Linked DNA regions of Mus musculus: region 2 is linked to region 1. A link is a contact called in public Hi-C data. All regions are on one chromosome and are shown on one strand. Each heading gives the region's core, a stretch centred on a gene start, on an enhancer-like site or on the middle of the called end of the contact. The rest is flanking DNA. Distances are from core to core; before and after follow the strand shown.

Region 1 (2,829 bases), core at 246-2,745:
AAATGTCCTTACCTGACAGTCTAAGAAGCTGTTGGTAGCACTGTATCATTTTGGGAAGTCTTCCATCTTTGCTTTTGTCCCAGAAATGGCAATTTTAGTGACATCAGTAGACAACATCTTTAGTTAATTCTAAGTGACAAAAAGAGAAAATAATATTCTCTTCTTATTAAAAAAAAAAAGAAAACCAAAAAAAAAAAAAAAACAAACCAAAAACAACAACAACAAAAAAAACCCCCTCAGTTAGCCTCATTTGGCTTCCCAGGCTGGAATGATATGTATAGACCACCAAGCTGGCTTTTACTCGGGTGATGGGTATTAAACATGGGTCCTTGTGCTTGCAAGGCAAGTGCTTTACCAACTGAGCCACCTCCCCTTCTTAAGCCAGTGGCTCTCTTGACTCTATTTGAAACTCGCCTGACATAGGAGTGTTTGGTAGAGCACCAGGGGCTCCAAATGCAACAAACGGGCCTTGAGGAAGCCTCTGCAACCCTGGAGATGCCATATCAACACAAACACCAGTCTCACACCCTCGAGCACAAAAAGAGAGCCCTATGACACAGACTCCTACGTCGAGACACGCCTGCTTCCTTCCCTGGTGTCTACTCCTGTTGCATGCAAATCACTCCTCCCCTTTAAGAGAGCCATTTAGAAGTGTCAAGAAGTGTTAAGTGTGGTTGGGTAGACATATGATGGTTTTGTTGGCAAAAGTATTGGAAGAGCTAGATCCCTTGTTGGATGCATGCTGTCAGACAATGCCAGCAACTCGTGGTGGCTGTGGGACCCTGGTATGACCTAAGGGGTACACAACGCCTCTTAGTTCTTATGTGTCAGAAAAAAGTCTGTGACCTGAGGCTCTGGCATAAATATATAGCTAAAAAAAAAAAAAACCAAACCAAAACCAACAAACAAACAAACAAACAAACAGACCAAAAAAACTAACCATTTTGCATCTTTGACCGAAGATACAAACGAATAGGTGCTCTGGGCTTCTTTCTCAGCTACCCCATGTCCCTTACTTGACTGTCTTCAGGTGTTCCCCTGGCAGGACCAAGCCATTAATTATGGCACTGGAGCTTCGGGTGACTGAGTATATAATTTTGAGCTGTTAAGTGACGTTCCATAGAGAGTTCACCGTGAGCTAGAAACAATGTGTCCCTGGAGAATATGGCCGCAGCCTCTGAAGTACGAGGCACAGCCCGTGTGGCTGCCGGTTGTCAGCATTGAGTGTCTGAGTTAGAATTCTGCCTGTGTTCCTGGCCAGGCATCTGGGCAGTCGGCTGATCACAGCCCTGTGGCTATAGGGGAGTCTGTGGTCTTCAACCAAACAGGGCACAGGTGTGGCCTATGCATCCTTGAGCAAGCCTTGGAGATAAGTTAATATTGCAACTGGTCCAGTGAAGGGGCTATGGGCTTTACGTTTCCCACGGAGAGGGTGGAGCTGAAGGCAAGGCAGTGGGATCCATCAGCCCAAGGCAAAGGGAGGAGGCAAGCCTCTAGCTCATGTGTGACAGAGGAGAGATTTAGGGGCCAGCGGCCCTGTTCACAAGGTCACCCAGCTCTGCTTCCCTTAGATCCTACCGAGTGGCAGGGTCCTATAAATAGCTGCCAGGGTGACATTGTCAGAGGCAACGTGCTCCTCAGAAACTCCGTGAAGGACAGCTGAGAGCCCTGGAAGACATGTTTACATTCTGGGCAGGAATGAAATGTTCGCTATGGAAAAATAAAGATTTTTATGCACTTGTACAGATTATCCTATAAATAAAGTTTACATCTACCTTCGGGGGGTCCAGCCCCCCAGCTCCGTTGGCACCCCATCTGCCTGTTGCTTATTAACTGTGCTGGGAACAGCTGCTGCTCCCCTGAAATATCGCTCTTGTCAGTCCTGGCCCTGTCGCAGGGCGCAGGCTCCTTACTGAGGAATGATGGCTGCCCATTAGTGCGCTGCTAAGAATCTAATGCGGGCTCCGCGGCCTCCCTGAAGTGTTTCTCGGAAATTAGATTTCAGGAGAACAAAATCGCAAAGGGCTTGGAGGCTGCAGGGGGCGGGGATCCCTCTTTGTTTCTCATTTGCCCGGTAATTAATTTCTTCCCGGGTGCAATTTGAAGCAAGAGATTGTGTTCATTAATTTATCGTCCACCTGCTCCTAGGATTGTTTTGATCGCTTTTCAACAGGAGACTCTGAGTCCAGAAGGGAAGCTTAATGCTGTCCCGAGAGCTGGCAACAAAGTGCGAGGAACTGTGCTTTAACCACGACTTCATCACACAAACACAAAGGACAATGGTTGGGCAGCATAATCAGTCCCCAGGGACTCCGTTGGGGCGCCCACCTCTGCTGGTGTCTCTTGTCTGCCTCCTCTATTGCTAAGGTGGCTGGCTCGTGAGTCTCCTATGCCTGGAATGTGTCTGGGGTGGCTGGAGAAATGCACTCACAGACATATAGCAAATCGAATTATCTGAAGCAAATGCAGAGGGCTTGAACCGCTCCCCCCATCCGTGAAGCCCCACTGGCACCTCCTTTTCAATCGTTTGTTATTTTTTTATTTAGGCACAGGAATTGCAGCTTGGTAGTGTTCAGAAAATTATATTTAACCCTCATTTAGATTCAATCTGAATCAATTTAATGAAACGTGAATAGCTCTTTGGGTTTACTGAAGGAAAGGAGAGAAATCTAAACCAGGAAGAGACGCACCTGCTGGATTTCTGGGCCAAGTGCATGTCACACTAGGCTCCCACTTGAGGACAGCACCATTTTCCTTCACTGTGCAGATGAAGAACATTTCAAACCCCAGGAAAGCAGGGCTGGGCTCAGGAGACCCGGGCATCCTGCT
Region 2 (2,829 bases), core at 106-2,605, 91 kb after region 1:
TCTCAGATAGGAAGCATTTGGAGGCAGGGCTCCGGGTGGGGACTTTCTCTTCTGTCCTCTGCAGTTTTCAACAGATACTGATGCTGATGCTATGCTGGGGGAGGGGCCACTTGCTTGTCTCTTTCCTGCTCTTTGGGGTTTGTCCTGCTTCCTCTTCTTTCCCTTCACTCCCAGGCCTCTGAGGGGCAACAGTTGTTCCCACTTATCTGACTGTCCCCAAGACTCTTGGGTGTTTTCAAGCCTGTCATCTCTTCAGTATTTTACAAATCTCTTCCCTGGTCAGTACAGTGCTCGGATTCTAGTACTTGGAACGGAACTTCTTAGGGTATGAGAAACCTGTCTTCTGTGAAGGGTGTTTGCAGAATGGGGTGCCTGGTGGAATGGGGTGCCTGGTGGAATGGGATGTCTTCAGGAATGGGGTGTCTTCAGGAATGGGGTGTCTGGTGGAACTAAGAGGCTTTCCCTTCTCACTTCTGAGAAGTCTGAAGTTCAGGTGAGGCTCAGAATCCTGGTAGCCCAAGGCTTGCGGTGCTCTTTGTTCAGGATTGGGCAGACTGCCGCCCAGGGAGTTCCTTCCTCCTGCAGTGTGGGCAGATCTCAGAAATATTTGCAGGCTCTCAAGTACTGGAAATTCTTTTCCAGACACAGGGACTTAGAGTCACAAGGTCATGGACAAGGTTACAGTCACCAGAGCTGCTGTCAGGGAACTCGCTGCTGCCTGCTCTATTAAGTGGGTTACTATGCTCACCTCATTCCTTCAAGAAAGCAACCAATAAAAAACCGAAAAGATTTAAAAACATAAATTACCATCTATCTCCCCTCTTTTTCACGTTTATTTAAAACCACCACCATTCCATTTTGCTTTTAAGAGCAGGAAGGGTCATCCTTACAAGCAAGCGCCTTGAAATCTACCTTCCCTGTCTTAGTCTTGTTCAGACCACAGGGCAGTGCATTCCTGTTATCCCAGGACTCAGAAGTCTGATGCAAAAGGAGTGCTGCGAGATTGAGGCCAGCATGGGCTGGATGGTGAGTTCGAGGTCAGTCTGGATTATAGGATGAGACCTTATATTAAAAAAGAGAAAGCACAAATAAAAAATAAAAACCCAAGAACCCACTATTGCCCAAATAGTGAATGTGACGGATGGCGGGCCGGGGCGATCTCTGCAGACTGGCCCATTCCAAGTCTTTGGGGAACCGCGCGTCCGCGCCCGCTGCCTCCACCTGCCACTCCCGGGGGCGCGCAGTGGGCGGGGCGCCGCTGCCATGGAGACTCGGCTCCGCCCCCGCGCCCGCCCCTCAGCGTCGATTGGTCGCCCTTTGCTCCCTGACCCCGCCGCTGGGCCGCCGCTTCCTGCCGGGCGCCGAGCGCCGAGCGCCGAGCGCCGCCCGCCGAGCGCCGCGTCTTCCCGCGCCGCCGCCCCGAGCTCCGCCCGCCGCGCGCTCCGCCCGCCGCGCCGCCAGGCTGCCCGGCGGCCGCCCAGAGCGAGGATGCGGCGGCGCTCGCGGATGCTGCTGTGCTTCGCGCTGCTCTGGGTCCTGGGCATCGCCTACTACATGTACTCGGGGGGCGGCTCCGCGCTGGCCGCGGGCGGGGGCGGCGCCGGCAGGAAGGTGAGTGCCGCGAGGCCTGTGCGCCGACCCGGGCCTGCAGCGGGGAGGCGCCGTGCACCGAGAGTGCTCCCCGGCTCGGGGCAGCAGATGTGGGGACCCTGGCCGGGACGCGCGCCTCAAGTTTTCTCCGGGCCCTCAGGCCAGCGGCGCGAGCTCCGGCCCTGTCCGGCTCACCCGCGGCTCTGGGTGCAGCGACTTGCCTCCCGCATGCGGGGCGCGGGCACCCGGAGCCACGTACCGCCCTGCGCCAGGATCTTGGAGGCTGTTATCTCGCTGGCGACACTGCGCTCCACTCCCTGTGCCGGGATCATAGGGACAACCCTTCCGCCGGACTCCCTGCCCCCTGCTCCGTACTCCGCCCAGATCACCCCGGAGCCCCACTCCCTGCTCCGGGATCTTGGGGATCGTTGTCACCCGAAACCCGGTGCTCCCCGAGCCACATTCCGCCCAACTGGAACCCGCGACCCTCTCGTCTTGCGCCCAGATCTTGGGGACCTTGGTCGGGCTGGAACCCTGGTGCTCCAGTGATCAGAGGCGTGATCCCTCCCTATCCTCCCCATCCAGCACCCCGGCAGTGAGGTCGTACCGTGGTTCTGTCAGACCTCCCGTTCTACTTGCTACACTGCCCACCTCGGCCCTTGGCCGCTCACGGCGGCGGGAACTACCTAGCCTTTTGCGCTTGCATTTCCTAACCCCAAGTCCGCATTTCCTAACCCCAAGTCCCTCCTCGGTGTGTGTCTCTGGTGGGTTCGGTAGTGAGGCCGGGAGTCTTAGAGCTTACAGGTTCTGATTCGGCAGTCATCTCGGCTTGGGTACCGAGTGGACACCGAGCGAGCGTGGGATCCTTGCCTTGGTTGGTGCTGTCTAGGCTGTTGTATTCTCTCCTGAGGGGTTTGTGGTGTTTTACTAGCTAACGAGCTTCGAAATATAGTTATCTTTTCCAAAGATTTGTAGCCCTCCTTACTTGATTTTGAGTAACAGTACACGACCAGAAAAGAATGGAGGTAGATCGCGGCTTAGGGAGATAGGGGGTAGAATCTTGAGTAGGATGGACTGCCCATGAGCAGCCGCCGACTTTACCCCTACTCAGACACTGAATGTCAAAGGCACATGGCTGATTCCCTTTTTCTCTGGCATCTTCAAGTTATTCCTAGCTGCAGGTACGGAGGGAGGAAGGAAGGGAGGGAGGAAGGTGGAAGTGTCTTTTTGACTCTGGGA

Evidence for each region. Hi-C and Micro-C count contacts between places; a contact is called where the count stands out from the background.
Region 2: a contact with region 1 is called in a Hi-C map of the N1E-115 cell line, with 4 times the contacts expected there. The contact joins the promoter of Galnt2 here to the enhancer-like site in region 1. A contact is called at or near these places in 7 of 484 Hi-C or Micro-C datasets (the N1E-115 cell line, cerebral cortex, forebrain and 3 more), 9 of 115 datasets of contacts at active chromatin or transcription factors (double positive thymocytes, embryonic forebrain, embryonic hindbrain and 2 more) and 1 of 9 other capture datasets (pancreatic islet).

Annotation. Positions count from the first base shown.
Region 1 is chr8:124,139,031-124,141,859 of GRCm38.p6, forward strand. It overlaps Gm30081 (a long non-coding RNA gene), which reads right to left. Exons shown (of 6, transcript XR_879345.1): 5 at 941-2,829; 6 at 1-129. Among named protein-coding and RNA genes, the nearest start is that of Gm30081, 13 kb to the right of the region's middle. Within about 2 kb of position 1,496, at least 21 of the 459 cell types and tissues checked have an H3K27ac peak or open chromatin away from gene starts, as enhancers often do. A contact at or near this core is called in the N1E-115 cell line and embryonic forebrain, where this site is marked.
Region 2 is chr8:124,230,039-124,232,867 of GRCm38.p6, forward strand. It overlaps Galnt2 (polypeptide N-acetylgalactosaminyltransferase 2), which reads left to right and starts at 1,356. Exons shown (of 16, transcript NM_139272.2): 1 at 1,356-1,611. The coding sequence starts at 1,489.